Linked DNA regions of Mus musculus: region 1 is linked to region 2. A link is a contact called in public promoter capture Hi-C data. All regions are on one chromosome and are shown on one strand. The core of a region is the stretch at or near the end of the contact, and the rest is flanking DNA. Distances in the headings are between cores, read along the strand shown.

The links. Promoter capture Hi-C pulls out the DNA fragments that hold promoters and counts their contacts.
Region 1: a promoter capture Hi-C map of the HPC-7 cell line shows a contact between it and region 2, with 4 times the contacts expected there. The contact joins the enhancer-like site here to the promoter of Esf1 in region 2. A contact is called at or near these places in 10 of 39 promoter capture datasets (the 3T3-L1 cell line, 3T3-L1-derived adipocytes, the C10 cell line and 6 more), 1 of 15 datasets of contacts at CTCF or cohesin (pro-B cells), 47 of 484 Hi-C or Micro-C datasets (the Ba/F3 cell line, the C2C12 cell line, CD4 T cells and 30 more), 2 of 115 datasets of contacts at active chromatin or transcription factors (astrocytes and epiblast stem cells) and 2 of 9 other capture datasets (adipose tissue and liver).

The regions. Positions count from the first base shown.
Region 1 is chr2:139,782,856-139,788,884 of GRCm38.p6, forward strand. No RefSeq gene overlaps it. Among named protein-coding and RNA genes, the nearest start is that of Ism1, 110 kb to the left of the region's middle. Within about 2 kb of position 2,231, at least 11 of the 459 cell types and tissues checked have an H3K27ac peak or open chromatin away from gene starts, as enhancers often do.
Region 2 is chr2:140,167,341-140,173,556 of GRCm38.p6, forward strand. It overlaps Esf1 (ESF1 nucleolar pre-rRNA processing protein homolog), which reads right to left and starts at 3,218. Exons shown (of 14, transcript NM_001081090.1): 1 at 3,137-3,218; 2 at 432-1,115. The coding sequence starts at 1,074. It overlaps Ndufaf5 (NADH:ubiquinone oxidoreductase complex assembly factor 5), which reads left to right and starts at 3,306. Exons shown (of 11, transcript NM_027093.4): 1 at 3,306-3,593; 2 at 4,687-4,727. The coding sequence starts at 3,372.

The DNA.
Region 1 (6,029 bases), core at 981-3,480, 390 kb before region 2:
ATCTGGATGTATTGTTTCATTCTTGCTGAGACTATGGAAATAGCACACAAACTGGACTATTTTACTTCTTCATACATTCACATTCTACCAACACTCTATATTATAGCTTAATGGTGAGTAATGAAGTCTGAAAAGGAAAAGACCTCTGGATTGCTCTGTCTTCCCCTCTGTGCCATGTTCAGCCTGTCTGCTGGTTGACTCCTGTGGGACATGACAAGCTTTCTTAATTGTTCAATATCAATTCTTCTTACATTCACAGAAGGATCTGGTTTGGATATAGAAGGGAATGCTTTGAAAGATGTTAGTGTTCTAGCTTGCTTTGTATGCTGTAGACGTAATGTGAGTTGAGTCTTGGTGAGCACCCATGCATTGGAAATTCACCAGAACTTTGTGTATGTGGGCCAGTATGAACACTGCAAACGTGCCTCACAGAACAGCAAATTCCGTATACTGCATGCATATCTCCTGTTTGTGTTCATGCTCCATTGACCCATCAGTCTCTACTTAACACAGCTACTTAGAAATTAAAAGATAAAATGATGAGTAATGCCAAGAGAGTGGAGAAGAGCATTCAAGGAAGCATAGTGGCCTCCTGAGCCTCACCCTGTGCTATGAAACCAGAGTAGTGCGCATGCCCAGAGCACGGCGTGTGCGTGTGTGTGTGTGTGTGTGTGTGTGTGTGTGTGTGCGCGCACACACACACAGAAACCAAGCAGGTGATTCTCTGTTCTCCATTTATGTGTCATTCTATCCACACTGGACTCTGTGGGAAATCTGAAGAATGCACTGTAACATTTTGAGATCATTAACTGTTTGACAGGGGAGTAGAGAGAGATTTAAAGCAAATGTGTCAGAAGTCACACCTGATTAAAGAGCAATCTGGAGCAAAGAAAAAAGTGACTTGAAACTTGCAACATGAGTCCATCGCTAGATAGGATTTGAGCCCAGGTATCTGGGGAGTGGGTCAGTTATGTCAAGGAACACGACTCCCAGACACACATCAGTAGAGACATTTTCCACCTCCCACAACCTGTCGCCACCCTTTCTTTTTAAGAGATGGAGCTGATAGCTCACGATTAAGCTATGATGCTCAAACTTAAAACAACTTGGTGGCATACCAATGATGTGGTCCATGAAAAAAACACCTCATTGTCCTGTCAACATGTGTGTTTAAGGTAAATTGCATATGATAAAAATTCTATTTCACTTTTAAAAACACATCGATCACTTAACCTCGAACCAAATGCACAGCTTCCTACAAAATTTTTCCTGGGGACTAAGGCTCGTCAGGTTGCCTATCAGTTACACTTTCAGTCAGATTCCGTGATCAGTATTTATGCAGGAGCACTTACAAGCAAGGTGCTATTCCAGGTGTAATGACACTTACTTCTTGATGTGCAGGATCCGACTACCAATCTGTAAATGCAAAATTCCTACTGAAATGTAAGTAAGGTTTACTCTAAATTTCTGTGGAAATGCAAGGTAAGAAGAAAACATACAAGGTAAGAATTCAAATGGGTCTTCAAGCATTGAAAATGGTTTCGGATGATAAATTCACAGATCTGAAGGAGAAACTCACAGGTATGAAATAGCAGAGATGCTCTGTTGGAACCAAGGATCCCACCCACTAACAAAGGAATGGGAGAGAACACAGAACTTCAGTGTTCAAACACTGGGGAGATATACCAAGCTTGACCAAAGGGTGTGAGGGGTTTGTGGCACATCCATGGAGCAATGTTTTTTAAGACTATGTCTCCTAGAAACCCCAGTACTGTCATGTGTTTTGCAGCAGCTTTCTCATTTGGTCTACCACTTATCTCTTGACAGTTTCTGGAGTTAAGCCACATCCAAACGTCTACCAAAATTCTGTTCTTTGTCTATTTAAGCTATGGGAATTAAATAACTAGGATTCTTAGAACTGTATTTGGACCACAATTTGGCAATGAGAAAGAGTAAAAGATGGAATTTCTCTAGAACTTTCCTGTTTCACTGACTACAAAGCAAGACTTCATCTAACAGTAAAGTGAACAGGTCTGCATTCCATCATAGATTAGCATCTACATGTCTTCAGGTTGCAAATATAATGTCCATGACTATCATTTCATCCTACCCCAAACCCATTTAAGATGACAGCAAGTCTTTTAAAACAAACTAAGAAACACTGTCTAAGAGAGTGAGCTATCATTTGCCATAAATACATTCAACACATTTTTGGAAAGTGAGAAATGAGAGAAAGAATGCTAATTATCTTGGCAGAACACAGAAAAGGGAAAGCCAAGTGTTTTCAGACAAGTAGAAACATAGATGCTTCTCCCAGAGGAAGAGCTGAGTTGCTCAGTTGTGTAGAAGTGATGACAATTTCAGAAGAAAAGCAGATAAGGCCCGCCGTGGAAAGGGTTTTGTTCAGAGTCCACCCTTAGTAGTTAAAGCCATAAAGTCTCTTCTGTTAATGGTGAGCATCATGGAGTTAGTTCATGTTTATGGAACAGGAACAGAGAAAAGCAGAGATAAAGCAAAGGAAAGCTCCCATATTAGAAAGCCATAACATTCTCAAAGCCCTGCTTTAACTTCCTCCCAGAACTTACATACATACATGCACAGGCACTCACATATACTTTCTGGCAAGAGACTGCACTTCCTTCCAAAATGGTCCAGAAAAGACTTAGAGATAATGAGACATGAGAGGTCTTGCATGCATCATTGATTGGCATATTATTCTCTGAGTGGTGAAGCTTATCAAAGTTCTGATCCATGATCTTAAAGCACTCAAACCTAGAAAGTACCAGATACTACAAAGAATTTTAACATGGTTGAATAAAATTAAAGAGAAAAAAAACAGTGCTAAGGAATGAATTAATTAAAAAACACCCAGGAATTAAAACCAGATTATATAAGACAGAGCAGGAATCCAAAAGCAACCAAGAAAATTCCTGATATCTCTTAAGCTGTATATAGCCACAGTGATGAGAGAGAATTATATTTTTATAATTTTGTTTAATATATATGTTTACCATTTATATAAATATATATGATATATATGTGTGTATGTATATGCATATGTATATGTATATATTTCCTGGATGTGAGTTGCTATGTGTGTACTGGAAACTAAACCTGAATTCTCTGCAAGAGCAGCAAGCACTCTTAATTGCTGAGCCATCTCTTCAGCCAAGAAAGGATTCGTTTTTAACTCTCATAATCAGAAGACTTCACACTTGGTTTACCACTATGATTATCAGCATTTTGAAATTCTTGACCATAGTCTTTGACTCAGTGTTTTGTAAGTCAATAGAGCAGTGGCACATGTACCGGGCAGTTCCTTTGTGTGGGTTCTAAACTGTCTAGATGGAGCCAGTACTCCCCTGGTCCCAGATCCACTGACCATGTGGGATGACTTGGTTGAGAAAGTACCATTATCACTTGTAAGTGCCTAGGAAGGGTTACACTCACCCTCAAGGGTGTTATCTCTAAAGTAGGGCACTTGACTGGCATATAGGAGACCTTGAGTTTGACCCTAGAAGCACAAACAAGCAACAAAATACTATGAAATGACAAGGTATAACAAAAGAAAGTTTTATTATATCTTTGTCTTTATATACCTGCTTTTTTGAAAATAATTACAAGAGACCATATTTTCATTTGTGTAGACTGCATAGCAAGCCTTAATTTCAATTTAGAGAAGTGAGAATTATTTTCTGGTTCACAAATATTCAACTGTGACTAGCAAAAGGGTTTTTGTTTTGTTTTGTTTTTTTTTAATGCAAGAACTCTACATAAGCTCTCACATAACCTTCCATTCAAAATTCCATCAGGATGGCTCAGATTTGAGCCTGGGATCCCACAACTATAAGTCCAGGATCCATCCAGTGCCTCATGTCTAAGCCACATCTTGATCTTGGATGAGAGAGCACTGGATTCACATCTAGCCAAATTAGACAATTTCTGACCTCAGGAAAAGACAATTTCATGTAGACCTATACCTTCCTCAAAGCAGCCATGTTATATTTGGAGGCTTAGTGAAGTTTGGGCCAGATGAATAGAGGCCCCTATATTTAAGTTCAGGTTAGAGCTGATTCTGGGAAGGGGTATGCTTTTATTCTGTGGAGATGTGTACAACAAACAGCCTCTGTGGAAGGGCACAGAGCAGACAGAAGCCAAAGGATGGGGTCAGGGAGGACTCAGAGGAAGCCCTTTCTGATGCAGGAGTCTGAACTTTATTTTCTTTCTTTTTTTTTTTTTAAAGGATTTATTTATTATATGTAAGTACACTGTAGCTGTCTTCAGACACTCCAGAAGAGGGCATCAGATCTTGTTACAGATGGTTGTGAGCCACCATGTGGTTGCTGGGATTTGAACTCCAGACCTTCGGAAGAGCAGTCGAGTGCTCTTACCCATTGAGCCATCTCACCAGCTCCATGAACTTTATTTTCTAAGACACCAAGGTCACTGCCAAGGTCACTGCCAGCTGTGAAAGTAGCCAAGTCTAGACCTTGATTTTTTTGAAGTGGCTTCTACTTGTTTCATGCAAGTCCACATCCCCCAAGCCATTTTCTTTCTTTCTTTCTTTCTTTCTTTCTTTCTTTCTTTCTTTCTTTCTTTCTTTCTTTCTTTCTTTCTTTCTTTCTTTCTTTCTTCCTTCCTTCCTTCCTTCCTTTCTTCCTTTCCTTCTCTCTCTCTCTCTCTCTCTCTCTCTCTCTCTCTCTCTCTCTCTCTTTCTTTCTTTCTTCCTCCATCTTCCTCAGGCTGCCATTTGCAGAACCATAGACCTCACTGGATTTGGTGACCTGAGAGGTGCCCTTACATGGGAATTTGTATCATAAATTCCCACTAAGAGGCCCCTGATTCACATCTTCCTCACCAATTTATGCTGTCCTGCCTTTCAGACAGAAACTGGTGTGCTCACATGTGGCAGGGCCTGGCGGCGCTTCAGACAGGTTCTATGAACTTGGTCGCCAGGTGGTAACCATATTATTGCATGCTTCTTGGTAACTTCTGTGCAACACAATTACCTTTGACAGTTCTTGAGTGGGACAGCAATTTTTAGCAAATGTTTTCAGTAACCAAAGGCCAGGAGGGAAGGAAACGTGAGCGTTTCAGTTAAGCTTTGAGCATGGCTCTGACAGGTCTTCAGCACCTCCGTCGTGTTATAAATAGGAATTCCACGGAAATTTAGTTCACATGGAATGCGCAGAAGGGAGTGTGGCAAGGCCGATGCTTTCCATTGTATTTGGGAAAGAATGTGTCCCGACACAGGATAACAAGGCCTACCGTGACAAAGTTCCTACCAGCCCGCCAAGTACCATAGGCTGCAAGGATTTTCTTTCAGGGAGGTTTCATACTAAAGACATTTTTTTTTTCTTTCCTTCATACCAATTCTGCATTGCAAAGAGTGTGACATTCACTTCTGTGGTTTTCTTGGATTCATAATGCCCTCAGCATTCCTCAGAGTTATCCAAAGAGCATTCATCTCACTATTCAAGTATTGGTTTCCAGCCCCAGAAAAAAAAAAAAAAGCATAAGTATTACAGGTAGGCTGTTTGAAGTTTAACTGTACAAAATGAGAGTCTGAAAGTCAATTGCTGCCTGTACTCTGGCACCATGAGGGCATATACTATACATGCATATGGACACACATGTACATATATACATTCACAAGACAAATAAATGAAGCTTCTTCTAAAAAGAAAGGCTAAAACAAAGTATTAAGGTCTCTAGTCACACAGCATGGGGAATAAACTGAGCAATTCAGCCACCAAGTCACAGGTATGAAAGAGAATGGTCATACACAATTGATACACTGGTAATTCACAGGGCTAGTGGGGTAGAATATAAGGCCACATGGCCATAGCTACACCCATAGAACATACTATGACTCACTTGCCCTTGGCCTGCTACCCAGCAACATTTCCCTTTGACACACCCAAAGAGGAGCCGGGTCTCCATTCTCATTTCATTAGCCATGTTTTACAGGCCAGCTTGCTTTTGATCTCGGGTGACTAGACACACGATATCATCAGCTCTAAATCAAG
Region 2 (6,216 bases), core at 1,968-4,467:
AGAAATCAATGTGCTGCTTCACTCAACAGTGCCATCCTCTCACCAAATTATGAAGCCCAGAGAAAATTCTGTGTCTGTGTGTTCAGAGGACATGTGTTTTTCTACCTTGCACAAAGGCCTCAGACAAGCTAGCAATAACCCTAAACGAGGTGACTGTCCCTTACAGCAGTTGTCACTTAGTAGCTGAATGAACTAATGAGTACCCAACTCTACTTTCCTTCTCCAAACACATCTCTTCCTATATAATAACATATAGCAGCTCTCAGCATTGCTCACCACAAACCAAAATCGTTCACCCAACTCTCATGTTTGTCTTTTGGTATCAAAACAGGAGAAAATCATTGCATACTTTTCTTTCATAACTTTATATTTTAAAATAAAAACTTGACTTAAAGTAGTGTAATATAAGAGAATCAGTACTGCCAACCAACCTGATTGCTTTTCTCTCTTTGCCTTAGAAGAACTCATTGTTGAAGATTTCACCATTTCAGAGGTACTGGAATCTTTGGTCCTTAGCTTTCCTTTGGGCAAAGCTTCTACACTAAGGTCAGTGGTACCCCTTTTCTTTTTTTTATTTTGTAGAAATTCTTCATTATCCTTCTTGGGACTTATTTCTGAATCTATCTTCTGAGGTTTCTGTGAGTTTTTCATTTTCTGAACTCTTTCAGAATTATTTAAGTCATGTTTATTTATAGAATCCTTTTGGTCAGTTTTCTTGGTTTCTTTTTTTTTCTCTTCAATCGGCTTTTCAATTGACTTTGCTTCTTTTTTGGTCTGTTTTTTTTTCTGCTTCGCTTTCTTCTGACTGAGTATTTTGCTTTCTTCATCAGAGAGATCAGAATCAGAGTCTGAAAGGTCATAGAAGCGCTTCAAGTCTTCTGTAGTGCTGTGACTGATAGGACGACCTCTTTTATCAACAGCATAGTTCAATTTAAACTTTTTATCATGGAACATGGCTCGAAACCTCTTGTCAATTTTGACTTTTCGTTCCTTTTCTGGCATTTCCCAAAATCTGGGATCCTTTGAAACCCGCCTGAACCGCTGGTCATCCATTATTTCTTGTTTGGATGACATTTTTAAAGTCTTAATGAAGAAATATCCAGAGAAACCAAATACTAAAAATAAATAAATAGATAAATATTACAATGATGAATGGTTAATAATTAAAATATTTTTTAAAACCACATTTGTTCATTGTGTATGTATGCATTCTCATTCTCACTCTCTCTCTAAATACACAACATTAAGACAACTTAAATTTAATTTCACCTACCCAAACTATTCTGGGTCAAACATAAAAAATAAAGGCATAGCAAAATATAATCCTTCCCTTACAGATCACTTGAAATAAACTTGTAAACCAAGGTTTTATAAACCTAGGGTTTTGAGGAGGGCAATGTTTAGTAGCTGACTGCCCTCAGAATTTTTATAGTTCTAGCTTGTACTTGCCATCAATTAAAAGATTATTCTTGGTGCATAGAGCCACACACGTAAAACCAAGATTCTGAAGGCAGAATCATGCTTATTATGAGGCCAGATCTTAGATAGTTTCATAGGGAATTGGTGGTCAGTCTGGGTTACCTAGTGAGATTGTTTCAAGAAACCAAAGACAGATGCTGGGGAGAAGGCTGAATCAGCGAAGCGCTTGTAATACAAATACAACATGGATTTGATACTCCAGAACACACACACATAAAACAAACAAACAAACAAACAAACAAACCCTGAATGCCTGTAATCCCAGAGACAAGAGGACTCACTCCCTAATCATCCAACTTAGCTTACTTGAGGAGCTTCAGGTTCCAATGAGAGGTTCTGCTTAAAAAAAAAAAAAAAAGTGGAGAGCAATTGAGGAAGACACTAGCCATCACCTCTGGCTCCATATACAAGCACCCTTCCAAACATATGAGCACACACGTGCATGGGTATGTGGGCTGATGTAATCATCTACAGATGCAACAGACACAGGAAGACAAAAACAAAAGATTCTGAAATCTCAGCTGGTCTAATTGGGTTTTCATAGTCTTGTTTCATTCTCTTTGTTAATGTTTACTTCATAATTGCATAAGCTTTTGGTTTTACAAAGCTGTCTCTTAACTAATGAGGGGCATTTAAAAAAAAATCAAATCAGATTTACCTTAGTGTTATTTCTATAAATCCTAGTTTCTATCAAGACCCAAATTAGTCTCAAACTACAGTTAACAATTGTCACGTTCTTCTTAATAAATTTTTCCATGTGTATGGGTGTTAAGTATTCATGTGTGTCTGCATATCACTTCTGTGCCTCCTGCCCATGGACGCCTGAAGAGGTCTTCTGAGCCCCTGGAACTGGTTTTACTGACTGGACAATAGTCAGCCATCAAGTGGATGCTGGAAATTTAACCTAGGTCCACTGAAGACCAGCAGCCAGTGCACTTAACCACTGAGCAATCTATCCAGTCCCAAATGTCGCTTTTTTATAACATTTTATTCTCAAAGTGACTAAGGCCTAGATAGGCTATAAACACACAAAAACGCTCACAGAAGTTTGTATGCCTAATGTTCCTTTGTAAAGCGTCCCTGGTGGTTGGATTTCTCCAGATTTCAACTTTGCAAAAAAGTCAGAAGTTTCTGTATGAATAAAAGCTGACTGACCAAACAAGACAGTATTTACGCCCCTCACTCCTGCGACAGACTGTACGCCATCACAACAGGCTAGCCTAGCCTTGAACTGCAATCACTTCTGTCTCTCGGCCTCAATACTGGAATTACAGTGTTGCTTTACTTCAGAACCCTTTACATTCTAATAGAGAGAGAGAGAGAGAGAGAGATACTACAACACCTGGAACAGCTGTACGACACAGCTACCACCTCAACCAACTGCAGTGCGTGTGAATGTTGGAAATGGAAGCCCACGGCGAACATGGGATGTTCAGAGGAGCGAAAGCAACTGGACAGCACTTGAAACGCTTCCCGGTCTCCCTCAAGTCCACCCACCCTCTGGCCTGGGAGCTCCAGGTCAGCTCGTCCCGAACCATCTTCCCACCTCACAAACTTTCGGGGCAAGTTACTCGGCTGCGTTCTCTGTCTCTCTCGAGAAGCAGCTCTGAAGAGAACAATGAGGCCAGAAAGGGACCGGACTATAGGGGCTACTCACAAATCCCAAGGAGAGCCCGACGGGCGACCGCACAGTTTCCCACCACTCTTCTCAGATCCCAGTCTGAGTTCACATGGAGCGCACTCCCACAATCCTCCGCGAGACGCTCCGTCTTAACGGCACGCGAGCTGGGCCAAACTACTTCAACCTTCCGCCTTGGAACTGCGCTAGTCGTAGTCCCGTTGGCGCATGCGCCTAATAGAAACCATGCCCTGCTGTGGCGCCCGGGCTGAAGATGCTGCGAAAGGTCGTTCTTTTGCGCCTCTGCCCACTGCTTGGCCGGCCAGCGGTCTCTGCATCGAGCGGCAGTCGCAGGGAGGTCGCTTCTGGTGTCCCTCCTTCGGGCAGCACCTCGCCCAGAGCCCTAAACATCTTCGACAGGGAATTGAAGAGGAAGCAGAAGAATTGGGCCGCCCGGCAGCCCGACCCCATGAAATTTGACTACCTGAAGGAGGAGGTGAGACTGTGGGGCTGCGACGGAGGGAGGCGTGGAGCCGGGTAGGGCGGACCCACCCACCCGACTGTGTGACCTTGAGAAGCTTCACTCTCTAGAGCCTTTCTGATTTTCCGGGAAGCACGAGAGGCTCCGATAGCATGCGGGGCAATCATTCATTCGCTTTGCAAACACTGCTTGAGTTCCAGGGAAAAGCAAGATCATTTAGGAGTGAGTAGGAGACACATAGACAGGGAATGTAATTGCAGCAAAAGGAAGGTGAAGAAAAAGTGAGATAGCGGTATTGGTGACTGCGGTGGTCAAGAATGGCTGTTATGGCGAAAAGTGAGAGATTAGTTGAGCCGAGATGAGAGATGGGACGAGTCTCCTAGGAAAAGGAAAAGTGCAAAACTCCTAAGGCCAAAAGGACGTGTAGAGGCCTTCAATAAGTCCTTCCATTCTGTTCAAGAAAAGCTTGTAAGAGACTGAGTACAAGGTGTGGATAGTTGACTGCATCCCGGATGACGCCAGTCCGGGGAAGGGTGGTACTTACCATACGATTTCTTTTATGTTGTGTTTAGGAGATGGTCGTCTATACTTTTCCAGACTTGGTGTTTACTAATTTGCAAGCATTGGCTGTCTTAATTTATTATGTAATATATACCAGCCTGACCTCGAATTCATAGAAATCCACCTGCCTCAGCCTCCCGATGTTGATGTTGGGTTTGAGTTTCCGAGACAAGGGTCTTTTTAATATATCCTGGTTTGGAACTCATAGTCACCGTGTATTCCAGACTGGCCTCAGACTTGTGGTAATCCTGCTTACTCCTGAATCGAAGGACTATAGACATAAACTGCCACACCAAGGAGATCGTTAATTTTGATTTCATTAAATTTGCTTCTAAAGTAATTTGCTTCCGTTTGTTTTCAGGGTATTTTATTATTTCCATAATAAAAAAATAAAGTATTTGTAAAGGAAGTTGCTGTGGGACAATAGCAAATGGGATAGAAGGAAACACTTCTGTTTTGAAACATATGTTGAATCTTAGGAAAAAAAGTTACTTTTCTGTTAAGCCTGCTTGGTGTATTTAACCCATTGACTCTTGAAATTTTCCAGGTTGGAAGTCGGATTGCAGACCGTGTTTATGACATAGCCAGGTAGGAGATGCTATTTCAGTGAGATGCAGTCTCTCCTTCTCCCTGCTCCTTTCTCCCATGCTCCCCTCTCCCAGTCTGTCTCTCTGTCTTTTTCCCAAAACAGACAACTTGCTCTAACTCCTAAGCTATACCTTGAACTAGGCTTGGACAGCCCACCTTTCTTAGGTTCTTAAGTATCTGAGACTATAGACCTGCTTCTCCAGTCCTGGTTAAGAACAAAATCTGATGTTGAATGAAGACTGGAAATTAAGTGATGTGAGTTTGCTACGTGGAGTAGTTGAGTATGAGAAATGTATTGGCAGGATTAGAGATTTAACTCACTGTAAACATCTTTCTTTTTAGATTTTTGAGATAGGGTCTCACTATGTAGCCCAGGAGGCACTCCTCCTGCCTCTGCCTCTAAATGTTGAGATTATAAGCATACACAGCCACTCCTGCTTATTCTTTTTCTTGTCCGGGAAAGCAAATGCTGTTTTCTTTTCTTTTTTTTTTTATTAGGTATTTAAATGCTGTTTTCTTCATTGGTAACTTTTATTTTTCTTTTTTTAAATTATGAATGTAAAACTTGTAGCTTTCTTCAAGCCTGAATGACTGATCTACTTCATGTAGCCCAAATTTAGATAGATTGCTCAAAATATGGAATTAAAAATTTAACTACATGTGAAATTTTAAGATTTATTAAACTTAAGTTTAGGTTTTATTGAAATGAACAATAGAATCTTCTGCAGTTTGAGTGAAGGAAAAAAAAGTCTATCTAGATTTGTTTTCCAGTTAGTATAGGTGAGACCTGTTGGAGAACCCTGCTAGTAAGGTTTGCAGCCCACCATGTCTGGATAGCTTTCTAAGCTCAGTGCAAAGTGGAAGACTCCCTTTCTCAGAGGGGCTTCCATTTCTCTATCTAGCCTTGTTTGTTAGTGTCTGAATACAGATGTCTGACCTTATTTGGAGGATAACCCTGCAAAGAGCTTGCTGCAATCTCTGTATGATTCAGCATAAGGCTCACTCTTGCCCCCTTCCCATATGATAATGAGGTACTGTGTTATGACCAGTGGACTCTTTCCACCCCTAAACCTAAGAGCCCTTATATACCCTACCCCTGGATCACTAAAGTAGAGCTGTCTCACTGAAGCTTTCTCTCGGGAGCTCTCTGCTTCTGCTCCCCCATCCCTATCCCCCCTCCCCCCACCCCCGCTGCCCAGCAAGAGGAAAAGGAGATCCACAAGACATTGCTCATTTTATCTTAAGCATTGGTAATAGTAATACAGATTCTACAGGGAATGACTTGAGAAGGAACATCTTCAATGAAGTAATATAAAAGTCTTGATGGATCTATTGCCCTTGTTTTAGGCACAATGAAAGCTTTATTGATTCAGGCTTGTCACCATGTAATGGAACTACTGCCAAATATTACTGCTTTATATTAGAATTACTCTCTGGTATTAGCAAATCACTCCTTTTTGTTGACTTTTGTTAAGTGACATTTGTTGAA